Linked DNA regions of Sus scrofa: all the other regions are linked to region 2. The links are chromatin contacts, called in public Hi-C and promoter capture Hi-C maps. All regions are on one chromosome and are shown on one strand. Each heading gives the region's core, a stretch centred on a gene start, on an enhancer-like site or on the middle of the called end of the contact. The rest is flanking DNA. Distances are from core to core; before and after follow the strand shown.

Region 1 (5,651 bases), core at 2,612-5,111, 200 kb after region 2:
CAGGCCCAGACAAACGGGTCCCGAGCCTCGAATCTGTGCCACCTCCTCTATGGCAGTGGCGGCGCAGCGGCCCGAGAGCTGGTGGGCACAGGCTGGGCCCTCCCACAAGCGTCTCATCTGCCTAATTGCTTCTTTATTGTCTCACAATCACACACTCTCCCTACGCTGCGCTGAAATATTTCCTTCCCCTATTCAGCCCAGCAGCAATTAGAAAAAGAGCGCCAGGGAGGGGCTGGGTCTTAAAACGCAGTGTGGAGTGGGCAGGCGGCGGGGGGCCCAGTGGGGAGGGCTGGGGAACACAGGCGGGGCTGGACCCAGCCCCACGCCCGGCGCCCCGTGAAATTTCAAATTAGGCTACAAACACACCAGACAGCCTGGGCACGGAGCAGCCACTGCCAAGGCTGGCCGGCAGAGGGGAACAGGGAATTACCTTGGGGTTCTCCAGGATGCCAGCCTCGTAGCTGTGGGGAGATGGAAGACCCGGGTCAGTAAGGGAGAAGCAGAGGGACAGGACACAGCTCTCTGCCTTGACTCTCTCACCTCCAACCCAAGTCCCACACTGTCTTTATCTCTGCCAAAGCAACTGCTGCCAACCCCGGCTGGAACATTCTGGACCCGCCAGAGCTGGCTGTGGGAGCTGTGGGGTGCAGGCAAGGGCCTGGGATGGGCCCCTCAGTCTTCTGGGGTAGAGCCTCAGGGGGCCAGATCTGTGCAGAGAGGTGTTTTCAGATGCTGTTCCCTCTGCTTTAAATGCCCTTCCCCGTGCCTAGGCTGGGCCCTCCGTATCTTTTTTTTTTTTTTTTTTTTTCTTTTTTGGCTGCCCCGCAGCCGCCTATGGAGTTCCTGGGCCAGGGATCAGATCTGAGCTGTGGATACAACCTATGCCACAGCCATGGCAATGCCAGGCCCTTTAACCCACCGTGCGGGCCGGGGATGGAACCTGTGTCCTGGCGCTTCGATGACACTGCTGATCCCATTACGCCGTAGCAGGAACTTGGTCCATCCTTATCCTTGAGGTTTTAACCTCAGATGCCACTTACTCGAAGAAGCCCTCCCTGCGACCCCCGCCAAGGCCAGGTGCCTGTTACCCCAGAACTGCCGCGAGAGCTGGGAGTGAGTCTGGTATGAGGCGGTCTGTCCTCCCCGAGGCCCCCAGGCTTGGGGATGGCAGGGACCACGTGTCAGGTGGGTCACCAGCACATCCTGGGCCAGGTCAGACAGGCGCTTGTGGACGCCGGGCAGAGCAGTGGACGGCAGGGCCATGTCTTACCTGATATGCATCAGGTTCTCGTCCATGCTCCACGGGTTCTTGGGGGTGACCGGGATGGGGATTCCGTGTTGCTGTGGGTAAGAGGGGACGGTGTGGGCATCAGGCAGCTGGAAGTAGCTGCCAGGGTCAGGCCCAGCTGCCTTGGTTGTCTCTTTCATTTTTCTTGGCCACATGTGTGGCATACGGAAGTTCCCAGGCCAGGGATCGAACCCTTGCCGCAGCAGTGACCCCAGTCACAGCAGCAATAATGCGGGATCCTTAACCTACTGAGCTGTAGGGAACGCCCACCTTGGTTTTCTTTCAAGGCTGAAGACACCCCCAGACTCGGGCTCCATGCAGACAAGTCCCTGGACCACCCGCATCCCTGGTTTCCTGCCCCCCAGGCTGCCTGGGGAGGGAGTCAGGGGCCCGTTGCTGGACACGTCCAGGCAGGAACGACAAGACCCCGCACCTGAGATGTTGTGGGAGTGGACACTGACCTGGGAGGCTCCTTCTAGAAGGTTCTCTAAGTCTGTACTTTGAGCACCCCCAAAATACTTAGAGTGGGCCAGGCAGAGTGCTGAGGGTCTCCCAACCACCGCTCGCTGACCCCCACCGCCACCCTATGAGCAGGAAGGGACCCCAGTTCCACAGTGCCTCTCAACCAAGGCATCTGTACCCACATTCTCCCGGAAACGAGAGGCGCCCAGGAGAGCTGCTGGCTCAGGATACCTGTGGCCCGGCTCTTTATGGGGCCACGTCTCCCCTGCTGCCTGGCACAGTCGCCACATACCTCACCCCGCAGCCCTGATAAGGATTCAGTCCCCACCCTCCCCGTGGGTTCCGATTACGCTCTCCTTCCCAAACGATCTGATCCTTTGGGCGAAGAGAAAAGCCACCCCCACGGAGACCCTGGACCCGAAAGGCTGTTGGAGACCCTCGGAAGGCCTTCTGGGTTCAAGAGGCCGCTGGCTCCTGCGCTGCCCGGTGCTGCTCCGATCGACACGGGTTGGGTCCAAGACACGCATCCCATCTGCTTTCCCCTCCCGCTAGCTGGGCACGCAGGACAGCCAGGCGGCCCGGCCCCGCCCCTGTGAATCAGCACGATCCGACGCCCTGGCTCCAAGCCCCCTTACAGCACCTTTTCCCAGGGGGTCCCAGATCCTGGCCAGTCCCTGCCCCCACAGCCTCCACCAGCATCATCCGGTCTCTCCTGATGGGACTCTGCCCTGACTCAGCTCATCCCCACCACTAAGGTTCTAGAAGCTTCCTCCAGGAGGCGCTGTTGCCTTCATCATCACTTTAAAATTTCGAAGTAAATTAGGTTAACCCCCGCCTTGGACTTTTGTCAAGCTTTACCAGGAGTCTCATTTAAAAAGCAACAGCCCTCGGAGTTTCTGTTGTGGCTCAGCGGGTTAGGAACCCAACTAGGAGCCATGAGGATTCGAGTTCTATCCCTGGCCTCGCTCAGTGGGTTGAGGATCCGGTGATGCCGTGAGCTGTGGTGTAGGCTGCAGATGCGGCTTGGATCCCATGTTGCTGTGGCTGTGGCGTAGGCCAGCAGCTACAGCTCCGATTCAACCCTTGGCCCTGGGAACGTCTATACGCTTCAGGTGTGGCCCTAAAAATAAGTAAATAAATAATAATAGTTTAAAAAAATAAAAGAAAGAGCCCACATCCACGCTCAAGTTTGTATACACTTCCATTTAAAACCACCTGAGCCTACAGCCGAAATTGACAGCACATCGTAAATCAATTATAATTTTAAAACATCTTTTAAAATCTACAAAATAAAACCACCTGGGCACATGGAAGACCTCATTTAGAGGCTGCTCCACGGTGGGGTGGGGGGAGTTTTGACCCCCACAAAGTTGCCCAGAGGCAAATCCGCATGCTCCCCTGTGCTGTCTCCAGGGAGAGTGGGCCTGGGGTGGGGTCTGGGAGCCTGCGCAGGAGGGTGGACCAAAGGCCCCACTGAGAGGAATCAAGGGCTGGGGGCTGGGAAAACCAGCAGGCAGGTGCCTTGAAGCCTTTTTCCTTGGGGGGGCGGTTGGAAGCACTCTTGCTTCCTCTTGTTCCCACTGGGGTTCCGTCGGCGCAAGGAGAGGAGAAGGGGGGGGAGATTAGATGCAAGAGCCGAAAATAGTCCCTCCACCAGAGATTTGTCTTCCCTCCCCTCTCCATCCTAAGCTCCCTGCCTACACACACACACACACACACACACACACACACACACCGGAAACTCTGGAAGCGACTGAAAACAAAACTGTTTTCAATGCATAGACAGGAGACTGCCCAGCTTTCCAGCCCCCTACCTTGCATGCCGGCTACCAAAAAAAATTATGGTGACAATGATAAGGCTGGGGTGAGGCTGAGTGTCCTCACCTTGGACGATGGCCTGGGAAAGGGGGGGAGATGGACAGTGACACAAATGCCTGTTTTTTTGGAGTCTCCTAGCAGCACCTTTTGGCCTTGGCGACTTCTGGGTCTTGAAAGCAGGGCTTTTCAAAGCCCCATTGATTTTTGTCTCGGCTGAAGCAGCTGCCTGGCTCTGGATTTTGGACCCAGTCTGGTTGCTGCTCAGTTATTCCGGTCATTCCTGGGTGCGGAGATACGCCCCGACCTAGAAGGCGCTTGCATTTCCCCAGACCTCGGGTCTGACCCCAGCCTCCGAGGGCGGGTCAGAGGCGGGGGACCCACACTCGCCTCCCTGGGGAAACGTTCCTGTTTTGCAAGGTTATCTGAGCCAGAGGCTGAGCCACGGGCCTTCTCCCCAAAATCTGGGGGCGGGGGAGGAGCAATGATTCTCCTGCAATCCGTCTGGAAAACCCAAGAGCTGCTTTTGTCTGAGAGCTTCTCGGAAATGAAGGACCACGTGTGGGTCCGCCCCCCAGCCCACTCTTGAGCCTCAACTGCAGGCGTGAGAATGTACATGGGGTCGGGGGAGGGGCCCCCAATTCATTACGCTTCAAGCTCAAATGTGCTCCATATTCTGTATCATCAAGGAGACCAAGCCGGGGGGGGGAAGCTGCTCACCCCGTTCTCTTAATAGCTCTGCTATTTGAAAATTTGTTTGGCAACATATGGGCTTGCTCTTGTAAACTCCCCTCTTAATAATAAAACAACAGATGGTTGAGGAGACGTTTCCTCTGAGCTCTCCAGGTCTTAATGGGATGCTGGCGGTAGGGGCAGGGCTGTGTCCCCGCCGTGTCCCCTACCACGCGGCACCTTGGCTGCGGCAAGAGCTCACAGCCAGCCCTGGCGACTGCTATTTAAAAACCTGAGCAATTTTCTGGTGTGTGCACCGAGTTGCTTTCCCCCGTCTGATTGATTGAGGCTGTTTGTCAAGAGCTGCCATCGAGTTGCTAGAAAGAAAGGTACCCTGGGGAGCGGCCGAGGATCTTGATGCAAAACTTCTAATATGTTTTATTGCAACTTGTACTTCAAAAGGGCTGGTGTGACAAAAGTCTTTGTCTGGCTCTGCCCCTCAGAGCACCTTACCTTTTCCTGGGAAAGCGCTGGGGACAATTAGGCAGGTAATTGAGAGGCAGAGAACCGCCTCGCTCACACCCCCATCCGTCCCTGGAGTGGCAGGCACCACAGAGGTGGCAGTTTGAACGGGAGGCAGAGGGGACCCGGCAGCCTCCTGTTCGGTGGACTGCGGGCTCCCTTTGGGGGCGACCAACCCAGGCAGGGACCACACCTCGGCAGGGCTGGCCCCGGGGAACAGGTGCAAGGTTCAGTGTCCCCGCGAGGGACTCTGTCTCAGCCTCGTACCTCCAGCCCAGAGAGGCCCCTCGGAGGGAGGTGCCAGGGGGCGCTGGTGAGGGTCGGGCTGATGGCGGGGACGGGCCCTACCTTCGCGTACTCCATCAGATCGTTGCGGCCCTGGAACCGGTTGTAGAACTCGGGCATTCTCCAAGGAGCGATGACCTGGGCACGGAACAGGGAGTCGGGTCAGGAGGACCCCTAAGGGGCAGAGCTGGCCTCTCTGGTCAGGGGCCGAAGGCTCCACTGGTCACGGTATGGGGTGTGGGCAGGGGTACCCCTTTAGTGGGGAGGGGGTGACACGGCCTGCCACCCCAGAGGGTGGCTCTGGAGAGGCCCGAGTCCCCACCCCTCTGGCCTCAGTCTCCCCAACTGAGATGGGAGGGTCTGAACTAGACAGGCCTCCAGTCTCTCGCTGGCCCCTCGGTTCAGAGAGGCAGGACCTCCCACCCCCGCTGACTAAGGGAGGGTCCACGTTGCTGCAGCCGCCCAGCCTGGCTCCGCTGCAGGGCAGTGGGCCCAAAACGGCACACAACGCCCCCCTGGCCCCCCAACTCCTCTGGCCTCCCTCCCTTCCACACCCTGGGGCTGCTCTGGGTTGGGAAACGGGGAGTCAGAGCCTGAGTAAGGGGAC
Region 2 (5,823 bases), core at 1,661-4,160:
CTCATGTTGCAGAACAAGTCCAGCAATGGAGCCTACCGCCTCTACCTTTAAAATACAGGCAGAAAATAAAAGGCAGCCAAATTGGAAAGGAAGAAATAAAACTATCTTTTCTTTTCTCACAGACATGGTCTTCTAGTACAGAAAATCCCAAGAATACAAAATCCAACACTTTCTCATGATGAAAACACTCAGAGCACAAAATACATGCCACCGTGGCCACTTCTGCCCACTCCTACTGCCATCACCTTAGTCTAGGTCAGCAGTGCCCTACCCCTGCCCCGTCCTCCCACAGCAGCCAGAGTGATTTCATCTAAACAGAAGTCAGACCAGATCCCTCCTCTGCCCTACCTCCTCCAGTGGCTTCCTAGATTTCACAAAGTACAAGTCAAAAATGCTTACCGTGTTGAGTTCCCTGGTGGCGCAGTAGGTTAAGGATCTGGCATTGTCACTGCAGCAGCTCAGGTCGCCGCTGTGGTGCAGGTTCAATCCCAGCCCTGGGGAATTTTCACAGGCCGCAGGCTCCTACCACTCCTGCCATCCCCCACCCCGCCTGCTCCCTCTGTTCCAGCCCCACTAGCTTATATTCCTGGGCTACCTTAACTGAGCCCTTCTAGGAGGCTCTGTGTGAGTAGGAGGCTCTGTGTGAGTACTTTGCATGCACTGTTCCAGTGCATTCCAGGGCAAATCCTACAAGGTAGGTCATGCTACGTCTCATTTTGCAGAGGAGGAAACCAAAGCTTGGGGAGGTCAGGTAACGTAGGGAAACCTCTGAAGCCCAAACCTACCTGTGGTCACCCATCCCCCTCCTTCAGTCACGTGCTCCAAATCACAGACCTACAGAATGATGGGGCAGGCAGGGATGGGGGACGGAGGGGGTATGCTGTGGCAGAAAGGACCTGGCTGTGCAATTCTGACGCCACAATACACACCTTTTGTTCTCACCTGGTTTTCAAAGCTTTTACACAGATCAGCTTGTTTACTCTCTCCACCGAGCCAGCCACAGACGCGATGAGCTTCTCTTCCCCCATATAGGTCCCATGGCCCCTGTGGCAACAGGAAGACACAAAGGACAGGGTTCAATCCCTGGCCTCAATCAGTGGGTTAAAGACCTGGCGTTGCTGTGAGCTGTGGTGTAGGTCGCACACACAGCTCAGATCTGGCATTGCTGCGGCGTAGGCCGGCAGCTGTAGCTCCAATTCAGCCTCTAGCCTGGGAACTTCCAAAAGCCTCGGGTGCGGCCCTAAAAACAAAGAACAGGAGTTCCCGTGGTTGACGAATCCGACTAGGAACCATGAGGTTGTGGGTTCCGTCCCTGCCCTTGCTCAGTGGGTTAAAGACCCAGCGTTGCCGTGAGCTGTGGTGTAGGTTGCAGACGCGGCTCAGATCCTGCGTTGCTGTGGCTCTGGCGTAGGCTGGTGGCTACAGCTCCGATTCGACCCCTAGCCTGGGAATCTCCATGTGCCGCAGGAACAGCCCAAAGAAATAGCAAAATAAGTAAATAAATAAATAAAATAAAAAAATAATAAAGTTTAAAAAACAAACAAACAAAAAACAATGTGTTCCTCAAACTTAACAGCCTCCTCCTGCCTGAAAGCCAGATTTTTGTGCCATGCTTCCTAAAACATTCCTTCTTTAATAGGGATACATGGACCACTTCCTTGTCTGACTCAAGTCTTCCCAAAGGTCACTTTCTCCACCTGTCCCTCGTCACCATCCCGTTTCTCATGTCGCCCACCCTGCTGCTGCCACGATCCCACCTATGCTGCTTACCTTGCTCGACTGTTTATTTTCTCTACTGCATTTACCACCAAATATTCTGAATCACTTATGCGTTTGCTGTGCTTATCGCTTATTATGTCTCTTCCAGTGAGAACGTAAACTCCACCAGGACAGAGATTTCCCCTCTGTTCAGTGCTGTGCCCTAACCACACATGATGTACATACACAATGAGCAAATGAAGGACTGACTCGTAAGATTTCCTGGGATCCAATAACCCCAAACTAAGAGGCTAAAGGGCAACGAATGTATCAATGCTGTACCTCTCCTATTTGTACAAGCACTTTTCCCCAAAGGGGGAAACAGGCTGAGCATCCACGAGTGTTAATCTATGACAGTGATACAATGGTGAGTTTTGCTTCTTTCCTTAATCGTCACCTCATTTAATCCTCACTACCCTGTTAAATAGTTAATATCACTATTTTAGGGATGAGGAAACTGACGTGGGAGAGGTCAGGAACCCCAGCTGTCCAACTCAAGAGCCTGCCCTCAGATTCAAAGCTGTACATTTGGGTGCATGTAACTCAACATACCTGCATGCTCTAAACCCAAACCATGACTAGTTCCAAAACCATGCACCTGGCTAAGAGATGATGCTGAGGGAGAAGGCGCACATGTCAAAAACGCCCACCGTCCCTCTCAGTCGAAAACTGTTAAGAGGCCCCGGCCCCTAGCCCTCCCCAGTTTTCCCAACGAGGAAGGCCCAGAATTTGGGTCTCAGGCAGAGCGATGAAGAGTCACGGAGATCAGGAGAGGAGGGTGTCGGCGGGCTGGGGCAAAGCAGACGGGGACACACACAAGGCAGGGAGCAATAAGCCCGAGGCTTCGAAAACGAGGCGACTAGGATGGTCGGCAGATGTGCCCTGGGTACCGCGAGGGCGTAGGGGAAAGAGAACGGAGGGCCCAGGTTTCGGCCAGCAAGCCACGTGCAGAGCAGTGCGGCCGCTCCTATAGCCCAGAGTCCCCCACGACCCCACGTACCGCATGAAGCCTGTGTCCGTGGTGATCGTGTCCCCCGGCACCACCAGGTGCTTCTTAGTCTCGCGCCCCAGGCTCTCGCTAAGAGGCTTGCGAGCGACAGGAAGCCTCATCTCCATCGCCATCTTGGCGCCAATAACTTGCGCAGGCGCAGCCCAACCCGAAGGCTTACCGTCCTTCTCAGCAACTCTCTGCCTTCGCTCGCGGGGCGGGGCCTCAGAGCAGCCACCAATGGAAACTCACGGACTCGCGGCCATGTTGGCTATTGGCAACCATTAGGTAAATGCGAAGGGAAGGAAGGAGCCGAGTTGCCATCTTTACTATTGGCGAGGCTGCACTTGTCGAATGGTACAATCTCAGGTTGTCTGGCATTTGACTTTTTGCCAAAACCCTCTTGTAATCATCATGCCACTTACTGTTTTCCAGGGTTAGAGATAATTGAGAAATGGACCTTTGCGTTTCCTCCCACCTCTAAGCTGCTAAAATCTGATTTTTGGGTGAGGGAGGTATGAGATTGCTCAGGCAATGGGATCTACAGAAAACACTATCTGAGCCCCTTTGGGAACCGTTACTAGTAGCCTCTGTATTCTGCATTACTTCCGCCTCGTGTCTGCTGCTTCAGGAATAACCACCACCTGTACCCCCAAACAATGCTTCAGGTGCTGATTCCGTTCTGCCTAAGTGAGCTAATTAACCCTAATATTTCTTTTGAAAATTCGAGAAACCATCTAAGAAAACATTCGGACCTTGGCAGGTGGGTGTATTTGGAAGGAAGGACAAGTGCCTATTTAATACGAGAATCTTTGCTTATATTTACTCATGCAGCGAATTGAACCAGGAGCTGTTCTGAGGGTTCAGTGGTGAACTGATAGGTGGATATGTGGTTTTATCTCTGGGTCAGAAGCATTTTCCCCATCCCTCTCCCCACTTCCCACCAGCCCCTCCCTCACCCTTGCCTTGCATGGTTTAAAGCATCCACAAGAGAGTTCGACCTCAGGGAACTGGAGATGATAATTCTTCATACAAGGGACTCTAAAGAGGATTAAGGGAAATAACTCACATCAGTACCACACGCTAAGCTTGGTAAATCAGGTCTGCTGCCTCTGAAAGTCCATCAGACCAATAGATAAATACACCTCCAAAAGGACAGCATTTTTTTCACCTAAGCATGGCTCACAACTACATCTGTCAAGAAAGCCAACCCTGGGAGGCAGTCAATGAAATAAATTCTAGGGCCCCACAGGTCATCAGTAAAGGGGCAGGCCAGATACTTGCCCTCTTCCTTGCCTGGAGGAATGGACTAGAGCCAAGAAAGTTTAAGGGTTCATCTGCTGAGCCTGGCCTCTGCCAGAAGAGGGCAGTGTTGTCCTTTGAGCCAGCAGAGCTCAGTCCACTAGGCAGCTGGACCTGGGAGTGCATCTATACCAAAAACTAGGGTATAGTCTTGACAACATCCAGTTTCAAGGAGGGATGGACTTAACCTTAACCCCTCCCATTCTCAGGGCACTTAGGTTTATGGAGCCTATCACAACGTTGGGATTATGTTTTATGTTTGTTTCTTTTTAGGGCCATACCACCAGCATATGGAAGTTCCCAGGCTAGGGGTTGAATCAGAGCTACCGCTGCCAGCCTACGCCACAACGTGGGCTCCTCCACCCACTGAGTGAGGCCAGGGATCAAGCCCACATCTTCATGGATACGAGTCAGATTCGTTTCCGATGCACCGCAATGGGAACTCCCAATGTTGGGACTATGAAACCCTGGCAGATTTGGTGTCTGGTGAGAGCTCACTTCCTGGTTCAGGGACTGTCTTCTCACTGACTGTGTCCTCCCTGCATGGCAGCGGGGGAGGGGAGCTCTCTGGGGCCTCTTTTATTTATTTGTTTGTTCGTTTTCCTTTTTATGGCCACACCTGCAGCATATGGAAGTTCCCAGGCTAGGGATCCAATTGGAGCTGCAACAGCTGGTCTATGCCAGAGCCATGGCAACTCCGGGTCCGAGCCACACATGCAACCTAAGCTGCAGCTCATGGCAATGCTGGGTCCTTAACCCACTGAGCGAGGCCAGGGATCAAACCCGCATCCTCATGGAAGTGGGTTCTTAACCCACTGAGCCACAACAGGAACTCCGAGGACTTGTTTTATATGGCAGAATCCTATTCATGAAGCCTCCACCCTCGTGACCTAATCACCTCCTAATACTATCACTTTGGGGGTTAGGATTTCAATATATGAATTTTTTGGGGGGGACATAAACATTCAGTCCTACTCACAGACACAGGAACACAACTGTGGTTGCCAAGGAGGAGGAGACAGGTGGGGGAGGGATGGATTGGGAGGTTGGGGTTAGCAGATGCAAACTATTATATCAAGAATGGGTAAATAACAAGATCCTACTGCATAGCATGGGGAACTACATTCACTATCCCATAATAATAACGGAAAAGAAATTTAAAAAATAAATGGGAGTTCCCGCCTTGGCACAGTGGGTTGAGGATATGGCGTTGCTGAAGCTATGGCGTAGGTCACAGCCCCAGCTCAGATGCGATCCCTAGTCTTGGCACTTCTATGTGCTGAGGGTATAGCCAAAAAAGAAAATAATAATAATAATAAGGTCTTTTAGGGTATTCAAAAATGAATTTAAAAAAACAGATTAGATTAAATCACTTCCTTGCTTAGAACGCTTCAGGCAGCTTCCTTTTATACTAAGAATAAAAATCCACGAGCGTTCCTATTGCGGCACAGCCGAAATGAATCCGATTAATTGTCCATGAGGATGCGGGTTCGATTCCTGGCTTTACTCCGGGGGTTAAGGATCTGGCGTTGCCGTGAGCTGTGGTATAGATCGAAGATGCGTCTTGGATCCTGAGTTGCTGTGGCTGTGGTGTAGGCTGGCAGCTACAGCGCTGATGCGACCCCTAGCTGGGGAAATTCCACGTGCTGCAGGTGTGGGCCTAAAAAAAAAAAAATCCAAACTCATCTTTGCCTGGTTCTGCCCTTCTCTGACCTCACTCACCTAACCGGCTCCCCTATTCATTATGTATGCTGCAATCAGCAGCGCTGGCCCCA
Region 3 (5,137 bases), core at 966-3,465, 130 kb before region 2:
AACACCTAAAAATATTTTTTAAAAAGGAGAAATAACAATAAGTATACAAGTTGGTCCCATCTATAACTCTCAAGAGGGTAAACAGGATTCCTTAAAGGAGATTTTTTTCCGTTTTTTGCTTACGGAGATGACATAAAAAAATTTTTAACATCAGACAATAGCAAGCCTTGGCTTAGACGTTTATAATTTACAGTCTTTCTGTAGCAATTCTACTAACATAAAATTCTGAGCAACCCCAGAGTTGTCCAGAAAGATTCCACAGCCCTGGGCAACCTGTCCCCCTGGAAGATGGCAGCTCTGCAAGGAGGACCTTTCAGGGTGAGGAGCCGGCCCCCCAGGAGTCCCCGCTTTCATACCGCAGAGCACAAGGAGAAGCCTCTAAGTGACCTGCTCTAAGGAGGGGCCCTGAGTCACACTCGGGCCCCTGAATGTGGGTACAAGAGTACAGGGTGGGGGCTGGGGGGAAGGCAGAGGTGGACACCGCTGAGCCTACCCTTCTCGACACCCACTTGCTGCCGACATGGCCCTCTTGTTAGTGATGGCTACCAAGGCAAGAACAGCTCACGAAGACGGAGTGGGGGATGCGGGGGGAGTTCCCATCCCAGCCCCTCTCTCGAAAGTCTGCCAGGTGTCCAGCTGCTTCACTGCAGGCTGCAGATGCTCCAAGCCCTCTTCTCTCTGGCCCTCGGCTGATGGGTATCTTCCCTACTGAGGGGTGACGAAAGGAGAGGAGAGAAGAGCCATCCCAAGAAGGCACCCCTTGGAAGCAGAGCACCCCCCACTTGGAAAGCACTGGCACAGTACAGGCAAAAGGGCCCGTTTTGCTTGCTGGGCTCTCGGGCAGGTCACCTGGGAGCAAGGCTCGTTACCTATCTTTCCCTGTCAGCTTGAAAGGAGCACTCCCCAGCCCAAAGATCAAGTTCACGCAATGGCACAGAATGCTAATGGCTCCCCCAAGCCCTACTTTATGCAGAATTTGTTCTTGGTCTCAGCTGATTCCCTCTCAGGCTCCACTGTTAGAAACTGCAGAGTTATGGGAGGTTTCACTGAGTGGGCAAACTCTATCCTTTTCAATAATTAAATTTACAGACCCTGAGACTTAGTTCATCTTTCAACATAAAATTTACATACCGACACGTATTAAATATTGAAACTACTCTCCCTTAAATGTACCGCAGAGCCATCTTCTAGCAGGCGGCTCCGGTGGCTTCCTTCCGAGTAGTGCTAGTGTTTGAGCCGCATTTGCTAGTGAACTGGGTGATCTTCACCAGGAATGCACGGCACGTTCACAGAGAAAGTGAAATCAGTGTTATGAACGGCATGTCATTGTGCTACGCACCCAGTTACGTAAACACTCTGGGGGCTCAGCCGGGGCTGTGCCTCCTCCCAATCATGCAGGGACCCGAAAGATAGGACTTGTCAAAGAAACTCACCAGAAACAGCTTTCCTCCTGACAGCCAGACTCACAGGCTTACGGGAGCTTAGTCTTTGGCTACCTCAGACCCTGGAGGTCTGTCCCCTGCCCCCAGCCCTGGACGTAGTGTTTACAGCCTGCAAGGCCAGGAAGTAACCCCCCCACCCCACCCCACCCTCCAAGCTACTCAGAAACCAGCAGGAAGGCAGTCCTTGAGAGTTAGGCCCCACTTAAGAGTAATGCGCCCCCCTTGACAAGGGAAGGTCAGCTATGGTTTGGCAGGCTTTCCACTGAGATGCCTGTGCCTGCCCAGCCAGGGTCAGGGTGGGTAAATCTGGTTTACACAGTTGGTATCTGTCCTGCCACCTCTGCCAAAGCTTAAGCCCAAATCCCACTCCTGTCAACCTGAACTTGTCGCTTCAACAGACCGTGAAAGTAAGTGTCAACTGGGCATCTCTCTGAAGAAGGGAAGAAAAGGAAAGACTATCGGGGGCTAAGGGAAGCGTGGGGCTTGGCAGAGGCACCCCACCCGAGTAAATATGATACAGACACAAATAACCAGAACTGAACAATGACCGGGGATGGGAGGTGGAAGAGGAAAATCAGACTTTAATTCTGTTATGTTGGCAGAGGTCTCCAAACTTTAAGAAAGCACCAAGACCGAAAACCAAATGCCAGGGTGCCTGAACACTGTGAAGACTACCCGGACTGCCAGGAAACAGCAATGGGTCTGTGTGGTGCAGTCCTTTCAAGAGTCTAGCTTGAAACTCCAAGAGTCCTGGGCTTTGGGCCCTGAGCTGATGGCCCTGGGCTGACTGACCAGCCAAAACTGCTGCTGAAAGCTCGGAACAGGAGGACGAAGGTAAACCAGAGCCAAGAGGGCGGAGGCAGAAAGAAATCCTTTGGGGCCTTGGAGAAGAATCTCTAAATCAGTTGTTTTCTAAAGATTAGCTAATTTGAAAATAAGAATCAAATTTATTCAACCCCAGGCTGTCCCTCCCACCAAACTTTAAATTTTCCCCTTAGAAATCCAAAAACGATTGCATCAAAGCTCTGCTATGTAAGCAGCTTTTGCAAAGCCGAGCCGCACTGTCTCACGCATTGCTGTAACACCTCCCCCCATTCAGATGCTGTACCACTCATTCCAGGAATATGACCCCACCCAACGGGGCCCCCTCAAGAGTGGCCCTCACAGAGCGGAGCCTCTGCAGATGTCGGCCTGATGACCCCGTGGGCTGAGAAATCTCCAGGTGCTCGGACAGCTGGAGGCAGCCTTTGCCAGGAAGGGCGGGCGGAGGCAAGATGCCTCAGACACTTGGATGAGCTGCCCGGCCTGATGAGAGGGGTGCCCTGTGCTCTACCTGGAATGAAAGGAACCTACCTGGTGCACACCAGCTTTCAGACAGAGGCTTGGCTTCCTCATCAGGTGACTCAAATTCTGCAAATCATGTGTCCATGCGGGCCTTGCGCGCCACCTTTTAATAATGCTTTAGACCCACCCCCGCGGGACAAGGTAGACAAGTTGACCTAGATCATGCATCGTCTGCATCTGTTCCAAGGGTGCTGATGACACAACTCCAGGGAAAAGAAACCCTTATCCTGCTCAGCACAAGCCTCCCCTGATCACTGTGGTGCCGCACGGCTCGCCCGTGGATAGACAGTGCAGACGGGAAGCAAGCTGTCGGCTCCAGGAGACCACCGCCCTCACGAGCGGTGCCCTCTGGTGTCCTGCTTCACTAAAAAGGCAGCCCTGCGGTCTGAAGGCTAGGTGTCCAAGGGCTCGGCACCCTGGCATGTCTTCTGCAGAAGGAAGGTCTCAGTTCTACCCACGGGATGGGAACAATGACCTGAAAAGCAAGCTGATGAGGCCGACCTCTGGTCGCACGTCAACAGCAGACTATGCTGTCTGTCACAGAGACTCTGGTGCTGGTAGAAGGACATGTGCCACAACAGAAAGCATCCGATACTGGCAATAAGGACTTTAGCCAGAAGACTCTGAGATGTGGAGATGCAGAAAAATCAACAGATAAGCACACTGAAAAAAGAAATGCCAAAAAACAAACCCCCCAAAAATCTGGAGTTCCCATCATGGCGCATCAGAAACGAATCCGACTAGGAACCATGAGGTTGGGGGTTTGAGCCCCGGCCTTGCTCAGTGGGTTAAGGATCCGGTGTTGCCATGAGTGGTGGTGCAGGTCGCAGACACAGCTCAGATCCCGCATTGCTGTGGCCGTGGTATAGGCGGGCAGCTGCAGCTTTGATTTGATCCCTAGCCTGGGAACCTCCATATGTTGCGGGTGCAGCTCTGTAAAGAAAAAAAGAGAAAGAAATGCATTGTGCATTTGTATGGTACGAGTAAACATGTGGGGATAACCATGAAAATGTTAGCAAGATTAAAAAAAGGGGACTAGAGCTATCAGGTATCACATGTTACAGGAGTTCCCTGGTGGCCTAGTGGTTATGGATCTGGTATTGTCACTCCTGTGGCATGGGTTTGATCCCTTGCCCAGGAACTTCCACATGCTGCAGGCACAGCCAAGAAAACCCCCCAAAACCAAAACAAACAAACAAGATCAACACCACACACTATAAAGCTAGGAGTTCCTGCTTGTGCGAAGGGGGTTAAGAATACAACTGCAGTGGCTAGGGTTGCTGTGGAGGTACAGGTTCAATCCCTGGCATGGCGCAGTGGGTTAAAGGATCCCAAACTGCTGCAGCTGCTGCTGGGATTCAACCCCTAGCCCAGAAACCTCCAAATGCTGCAGGTGTGGCCAAACACACACACCATAAAGCTGTAATAATGAAAAGTCTGGTTCTGGCATATGAATAGAGAGAACAGAGTAAATTCATAGGTAAATTTGGTATATTTCAAATACACAGGAAAAGATGAATTTGGTAAATGGCACAGGAAGCACTCAACACACAACCCAGGCATGTTAAACATAACAAAATACAATCGTTACCAATCAATCACCGACAGAGATGTCTTTGCAAGTCTGATAAAATACTGCTGTCGAGCATATAGGGAAACACACACTCGCACAACACTGCTGGTGAGAAAACATATTTGTACAATTGCTAAAGAAAGTACTTTGGGAATATCTCTACGAATGTGAAATGCACATAACCGTCAATCAGTTCTAGCAACTTATCTCGCAGACGCCTGGAGTCTGCCAAGAAGTATGCACAATGACGGTCACAACCTGCTAGCGAGTCTGTGAAATAAATGAGTGGATTATGACCAGAATCAAAAAAAAAAAAAAAAAGCAACAGGACAGAATGGAATACCAAACATCAGAGTGCATTACATACAACGGGAGTAAGTAGGGTTTCACGAACCTTCTGTTACTAGTACATGTATTGGGTGGGTGACCTAAACCTTTTTTTTACGGTGGGCTGAGATTTTTTAAAAAGGTTTGAAATCCACCTCATAACAGTATTATTTATAATAGCAAAAGACTGGAAACAGCCTAAAAGTCAGCCAGCAGGGGACTGCTTAAATAAATGATGGTCCGTCCATGCTATGCAGTCATTAACGAGAATGAGACAAGGCAGCTCCAAATGTGCTGCCATGAAACAATCTCCAAAATATATGATTAGGTGGGAAAAGCAAGATGCAGAACTGTGTAGATTATGCATCACTTGTGTGTGTGTGTGTGTGTTTAAATATAAACACACATACACTGGGGAACTCTGTAAGAAACTGGTCACAGGGGTTGCCTC
Region 4 (5,773 bases), core at 1,666-4,165, 210 kb after region 2:
GACCAACGGGATGGGCATCCCCTCACCAGGTAGGCGATGACATCATAGCCTTGCTCCTTCAGCCACACGAGGATGCAGGAGGTGTCCAGGCCACCGCTGTAGGCCAGAACCACAGAGCCTTTGCTGGACATCCTGTCTGCAGGAAGACGAGGAAGAACGTGAGTGACCCAGAACCAGCTTACCTCACCTGCCAGCCTCTGCCAACAGCACCCTCCTGGCCTGCCCTCCCCAGCCCTGCCCTTGGCCTTGGGCAGCCTTATCCCCTGGACACGCCGCCAGCGTGGGGCTCGGAACAGGCTGTTCATCCATCATCAGGGCTGGATGAGGAGCTGTTCCTTCCTGCAGCCACACCCCTGCCACCCCTGCCACCCCCCAGGGGCCCTGACCCTGCACACAGCCCCACACATCACACTGGGGCCTGGCAGAGGGAGGCATCTCTGAGAACCAATCCCCCACCAGATGGAGAAGAAGACCAAGGCTGAGCTGTTGGGACCAAAGGCCAAGACGCCAAGGATGGGCAGCACCAGGAGACTTGAGAAGGACCGTGGCCGTGAGCTTCGGGCAGCCCACACTGTTCAATCAGAACAGCTCCTTGCTCATCTAGACCACGCCAGGGGTGGTCCTGGGGGCCCCGATCACCCTGCACCTCCGTAAGACCCCATGAAATGGGTGTTGTCAGGCCCGTTGCGGAGGCAGAGACTGGAGCTCAGAGAGGTCAATGGCCAGCTCAGGGTCACAGAGCACGTGTCTGTGTCTGGCTCCAGAATCTAGGATCTTCCCAGCATGCAGGGCTGCCTCCCCGCTCTCCAGGGTCTAGGACACTGGGGGAAGAGCCTGCCCTGCTGGACCTCTCCCATCTGGGCCTCCCGTGGGACCTTAGGTTCTTTTCAAGAGCAAGAGGCACTGACGGGGTAAAAACATCAGAGTACCTGAAACAAGCACCTGTAAACTCAGCTCCGAGAGGACCAGCTGGGAAGCACTCCAAGCCCTCTGTCCCCACGCGCAGAGGGGGAAGGCAATGAGGACACAGAGATGACAGGTTTGTCCTTCTGCGGTAGGGTCCCACCCTATCGCTCCCGCTCCTCAGCTATACCAAAGCTTCCAGAAGGCACCAGGCCCTCCCGACTCCTTGCCTTCGCAGCTTCTGTTCCTTCGGCTCTCCCTGAACCTTTGGGCTGCCTTAGGGCCTGGCCTGCCTCCCAGCAGCCTCTGCGTGGCCCCGAGGATAGATGCAATTATTGTACCCACTTTGCTGAAGAGGAGACTGAGGGTCAGAGAAGCCAGGTCCCTTGCTCTCAATCATATAGTCAGCAGGTGGCAGGGCCAGATTTGGATCCAGGCCATCTGGCTGTAGCCTCCAGGGCCATGGCCCCAGCATCCTGCATTTACTGCAGGCGTGCTTGTGTCTGCTGTGAATGTTTACACTGGAGTCTGGCCAAGGTCAGTGTCCCTAGCAGACGCTTATTGGGAAAGGCTGTGGACACTATGCACAGATCCATGTGAGCCCCCCCCTCCCCCCACCCCCCCTTCCCCACACACACACGAGGATGCAGGCTCCTGGGTACGGAAGAGTTTCCCTGTGCCTGGAGGTTTAGAGACAAAGCACTGTCCCGGTGCCCCAGCCCTTTGCAGCAGAACCCAAGAACATTCATCTTTTGTGCAGCCCCTGACATCTGACGGGGCCACCCATCAGCCAGTCCCAGGGCCCACATGTTCTCACTGCCCTTTGGACTTGGAAGAGGAAACACCTCATGGAACCGTGAGGTTGGGAGGAATTCTGATGCATCTCCACAGGTCTCCCCTTCTGAGGGCATTTAACCACCTGCCAGGCTGTCCTGGACGGGTGGGGGCCAGCAGACGTGCCCATGGCAACCACAGCCAGGCAACAGGCCATCCAGGATGGAGGGGAGGAGGCGGGAAGGATGTAGGAAGGATTCAAGTTAGGAATCATCACCACAGTCAAGATAAGGCACTTATCCATATAAGCTGTGTTATTGCGTTATCCCCATTTTAGAGACAGAGATACTGAGGCTCGGGTTAAGGCACTTGCTCCAGGCCTTGCTTGGCTGGTACGTCGTAGCAGGGCCAGGATTCAAGTCTCCTGAGTACAAGGCTACCCCTCTCTGGGGAGGATCGGGGAAGGGGGTCCGTGGGAGAGGTGTGGTCCGGGAAGCCACAGGTGACTCAGACACCCAGGAGTGACTGGGGTGGGCTCGAAACAGAAAGAGAGGATGTGGGCCCAAGGTTCAGCCGGCTCTTAAGAGTCACCCCCGCTCTGCCACCTCCCAAAGGCACCAGAGGCCGAGGATGGGCGCCAGGGTTGGGGAGGGGCATGGAGACAGACCCACTGCGTCTGCCCTGCTCCACCTCTGTGACCCCCCTGTGCCTCATGCGTGGCCCATCACAGCACAGCACAATCATGCTGCAGTCTAACTGCCCCGCCCCCACTGTGAGCCCGAGGAGGCAGGGACCATCTCTCAGTGCCGGGCATGTGACAGGCACTCGGAACAACCCTGCTGATTCGACCGCCTGGAGGTCAGTTTCTCACCTATAAAAAGAGAGGATTAAGATCCCTTCTGGGTCTGGATGGAATTCCATGCACGCTCTCATCCGCCACCCCTCCTCCGGCCAGGCCGTATGCACACGGTACCGAGGGCCTCAGCCTCTGGGTCTGAGCCACGTGATAGGATGCATGCCCCCGGAGCATGTGCCTGAGGGCAGGGGCGGGTCTGTGTGTGTCTGCGTTTTCCTGGGAGTGTGTACCTGAGACTGCATGCATGTACCTGCATCTGCACACACGCACGCACACGCACACGCACACACACGTGGGTGGCGTGTTTGGACCTGCATGTGCACATACGGAGCCTAGCTGGGCAGATGGGCTGAGAAAATGATGCAATCTGACCTGGTATTGCTCCCGCCTTCCTGGTGAAGGGCCCTCCTCCCTGGGCCCGGAAGGTCCCCGTGTGATGAGGCTGCAGCCAGATGCAGCCGGCAGAAGCTAAATGAAGCTGAGGCCTCGCTTGCAGGAGGGAGAGTGGAAGGGAGAGGAAAGCAGCCACTGTCCAGCCAGTGAGCACTCACTCTGGGCAAAGCACAGGGGCTGTGTCCTCCAGACCTGGGTCCCAGCAGCAGCGTAAGTGCTCCCCTGCAGGATGCAAGCCAGAACCGCCCATCCCCATACACAGCAACCATGGATTCAGAGATTCTGGGAGGAGCCCAGAGCCCTGAGCCGGGCACCATGCCTCTGCCCACTAAACTCCCCTTACCATGGTCACAGCTGGTCTAGGGCAAGCCCCGCTCTCTCCAGGCCTCGGTATCACCGTCCACAAAACAACCTGGAATGCATTCTTGTCCTGACACCCCAGGACACTGGGCTTCCTGCCTAAAGACTCAGCCAACCGGAGCCTCAGCCTTGCCACCCTGCTCACCCCAAGAAGGTCACGGGGCAAACTCCCAGGCACATGACCACTAAGAACATCCATGCCCCCAGGGCCAGCCCAGCCATCCTGCTCCAGGTGAGGGACACCTGGGAAGGGAAGAGGGGGGCCGCAAGCCAAGATGCTTGCCAGCCTGGCCTTAGTTGGCAAGGCGGGGGGCATTCCCCAGGGCCCTGGCCAGAGCCATTCAGCCAGCTCCTGGTGAACGTGCTGGGCCAGCCTGGGCAATTGCTCAGCGCTAAGAAAATCCACACGGCTCTAAAATGTCAAAGCCAGAGGGATGACAAGAGCAGTTACTATGTTTAGTGCCACACGTGCGTCATTTCAAGGTGGGGACTATTATTACCACCTGTTTACAGATGATGAGCCCGAGGCTCAGAAAAGTTTTGTGCCTTGCCCTGGTCTCGAGCCTCTCGGGCGGCTGTGCGGGAGTGGAACCCAGGCTGACTACAGACCACCCCCTCGTTACTGCTCTCTGTCCTCTGCTCATTGGCCTCCAGGGGACCAAAGCCTGTCCCTCCCTCACTTGCATTGTCTGCCAGAAGACCAAAGCCCCCAGTGAATCATCACCCGTCTGTATTCTATTTCTCTGTCTGCCATGGCTACGGCCACGTGAAGGTCCCTCTGGAACCCCTCCCTCACATTCTAACTCAGTGCGGCTGAGATCATTATCACTTTTTAAAACTCTGTCTCCACCCAGCCGTAGAATTCTCCCTGACTTAGGGTTTGCTCATTTTAGAGGGCATCTCTTACCCCTTTGCTGCCCTCATGGGCTTCTGGGAGACCTAGGCTGCAATTCCACACTTTGACCAGGAGGGGGTGCTGGCAGGATTCAGCCTGATCATTAGTTTGAACGCATCCACTCATGTCATCTGCGCCCTTGGTGAGGCCCAGGGGAAGGGTTTTTTTTCCCCAACTGACAGATGAGGGAGCTGAGGGCAGTAGGGTTGCCGGAGGCTATGCACAGAGCTGGATTTTGGTGGTAAATTCTGGGGCCTGAGAATCAAATCAGGAATGCCAGGTTCTCTAGGAGATACCAGCAATCTTCCTTCTCCAGGACTGGGGGTCCCTAGGCTTAGGGAGATAGAGTCTCTAGTTTGGATGAGCCTGTCCCGAGGTAGGAGGTAGGAAGACCAAGCAGATCTCACCAGGCCCCGGGGACAGGCACCCGAACCCTCTCCTAGGAGCGTTTGGTTATGGAGGAAAGGACATGCTCATTCATCTGTTTCTTCTGCTATGTTGACTGGCCTAACCCACATCTGGGAGGGCACCTGCCCTACTGGAAGATCAACTTTGCCCCAAGTGTTTCAGCAGAAAGCAAAGCCATAGACCTTGAATTCCAGAGAGCTTATCTCTCTGCACATGGATGCCCATAGGCAAGGCACTCACCTCGGGAGCTGCATGCTCAGCACACTGATCAAGACATCTGACTGTCTGGCTTGCCTCCCAAGACCCACGGGGCAAAGATGAGATGGGGGCACAGAAAGTGCTTGCACAGCAGGTGAGTCTGCACCTGCCCCCATCCCACCCCCATGAGTCAGGCTCCGGTGGGGGGGGCCCTGGACCAGGGAAAATGTTTACCATTGGAGCCAAGTGACCACACAAGCCCAGGTGGGTAGGCAGCTGATGGGGGCACATGTGGGTACTCCGGGGAGCTCAGACTGTGCTCAGCGGGGGCCTCCCTCCTCCACCCTAAGCCACGCGTGGCCTGGGGTCTAGGTGCTCAGCGGGCAGGATTCTCCACTCACTCCTGAGCACTCAGCTCTGCCAGAATTACTTCTCAGCCTAACGCACAGGTGGCTCCACCTGGGACAGGTCCCCCTGCCCTGGCCGTGAGAAGGATGGAAGGGGGGAGTTAGAACGGACTCCCCTCCAGTTCCCATCCATCATCAAACTCCCCATCCCTTTTGCAGCTGTTTCTGCCTCTACCACCTCCCTCCCCCACCAGAACCCTGTCTCCTGCTCCCAGCCCCCAGCATGGCACCCCCAGATGGGCCATTCCCACAGTGGATGAATGGGCACCGTTCTCAACAGCATACAGCCTCTTCCTGCTTCCTGAGCCTGTGCCAGCCATGACGAATAGAGAAACCAAAGCTTGGAAAACGCGGAGGCTGACCCAAAGCCTCACCCAGTTGTGGAGTTACGTCTGCCTTCAGGGCTGGGGTCCGCTGGCATCCAGAATCTGCCCTCTCCTGTCACCCGTCTGGGCGTGGAGGGGCGGGATCAAAGCCTAGGGCCCATTTGATCCCTGGGGAAAGGACAGGTTTGTTCCTGCCTGAGATGTGCAGCCAGACGGGCGCTGCGCCGGAGGAGACGCCCCCACTTCGCAGAGG

The links. Promoter capture Hi-C pulls out the DNA fragments that hold promoters and counts their contacts. Hi-C and Micro-C count contacts between places; a contact is called where the count stands out from the background.
Region 1: a contact with region 2 is called in a promoter capture Hi-C map of fetal liver, with 2.4 times the contacts expected there. The contact joins the enhancer-like site here to the promoter of EXOSC2 in region 2. A contact is called at or near these places in 5 of 5 promoter capture datasets (fetal liver, fetal skeletal muscle, liver and 1 more), 30 of 47 Hi-C or Micro-C datasets (adipose tissue, alveolar macrophages, blood and 17 more) and 2 of 2 datasets of contacts at active chromatin or transcription factors (alveolar macrophages and skeletal muscle).
Region 3: a Hi-C map of skeletal muscle shows a contact between it and region 2, with 3 times the contacts expected there. The contact joins the enhancer-like site here to the promoter of EXOSC2 in region 2. A contact is called at or near these places in 1 of 5 promoter capture datasets (fetal skeletal muscle), 14 of 47 Hi-C or Micro-C datasets (embryonic fibroblasts, fibroblasts, liver and 6 more) and 1 of 2 datasets of contacts at active chromatin or transcription factors (skeletal muscle).
Region 4: a promoter capture Hi-C map of liver shows a contact between it and region 2, with 4 times the contacts expected there. The contact joins the enhancer-like site here to the promoter of EXOSC2 in region 2. A contact is called at or near these places in 4 of 5 promoter capture datasets (fetal liver, fetal skeletal muscle, liver and 1 more), 32 of 47 Hi-C or Micro-C datasets (adipose tissue, alveolar macrophages, blood and 17 more) and 2 of 2 datasets of contacts at active chromatin or transcription factors (alveolar macrophages and skeletal muscle).

Annotation. Positions count from the first base shown.
Region 1 is chr1:270,550,506-270,556,156 of Sscrofa11.1, reverse strand. ASS1 (argininosuccinate synthase) reads right to left here. Exons shown (of 15, transcript XM_003353686.4): 6 at 5,108-5,182; 7 at 1,271-1,341; 8 at 431-461. Among named protein-coding and RNA genes, the nearest start is that of ASS1, 22 kb to the right of the region's middle. Within about 2 kb of position 3,861, at least 1 of the 83 cell types and tissues checked has an H3K27ac peak or open chromatin away from gene starts, as enhancers often do. A contact at or near this core is called in fetal liver, where this site is marked.
Region 2 is chr1:270,745,621-270,751,443 of Sscrofa11.1, reverse strand. EXOSC2 (exosome complex component RRP4) reads right to left here and starts at 2,910. Exons shown (of 7, transcript XM_013993938.2): 1 at 2,759-2,910; 2 at 943-1,044. The coding sequence starts at 2,880.
Region 3 is chr1:270,877,304-270,882,440 of Sscrofa11.1, reverse strand. All of the region lies in intron 4 of ABL1 (tyrosine-protein kinase ABL1), which reads right to left. Among named protein-coding and RNA genes, the nearest start is that of QRFP, 38 kb to the left of the region's middle. Within about 2 kb of position 2,215, at least 17 of the 83 cell types and tissues checked have an H3K27ac peak or open chromatin away from gene starts, as enhancers often do. A contact at or near this core is called in mesenteric adipose tissue, omental adipose tissue, retroperitoneal adipose tissue and 1 more, where this site is marked.
Region 4 is chr1:270,532,438-270,538,210 of Sscrofa11.1, reverse strand. ASS1 (argininosuccinate synthase) reads right to left here. Exons shown (of 15, transcript XM_003353686.4): 2 at 27-136. The coding sequence starts at 131. Among named protein-coding and RNA genes, the nearest start is that of ASS1, 3.9 kb to the right of the region's middle. Within about 2 kb of position 2,915, at least 4 of the 83 cell types and tissues checked have an H3K27ac peak or open chromatin away from gene starts, as enhancers often do. A contact at or near this core is called in fetal liver and liver, where this site is marked.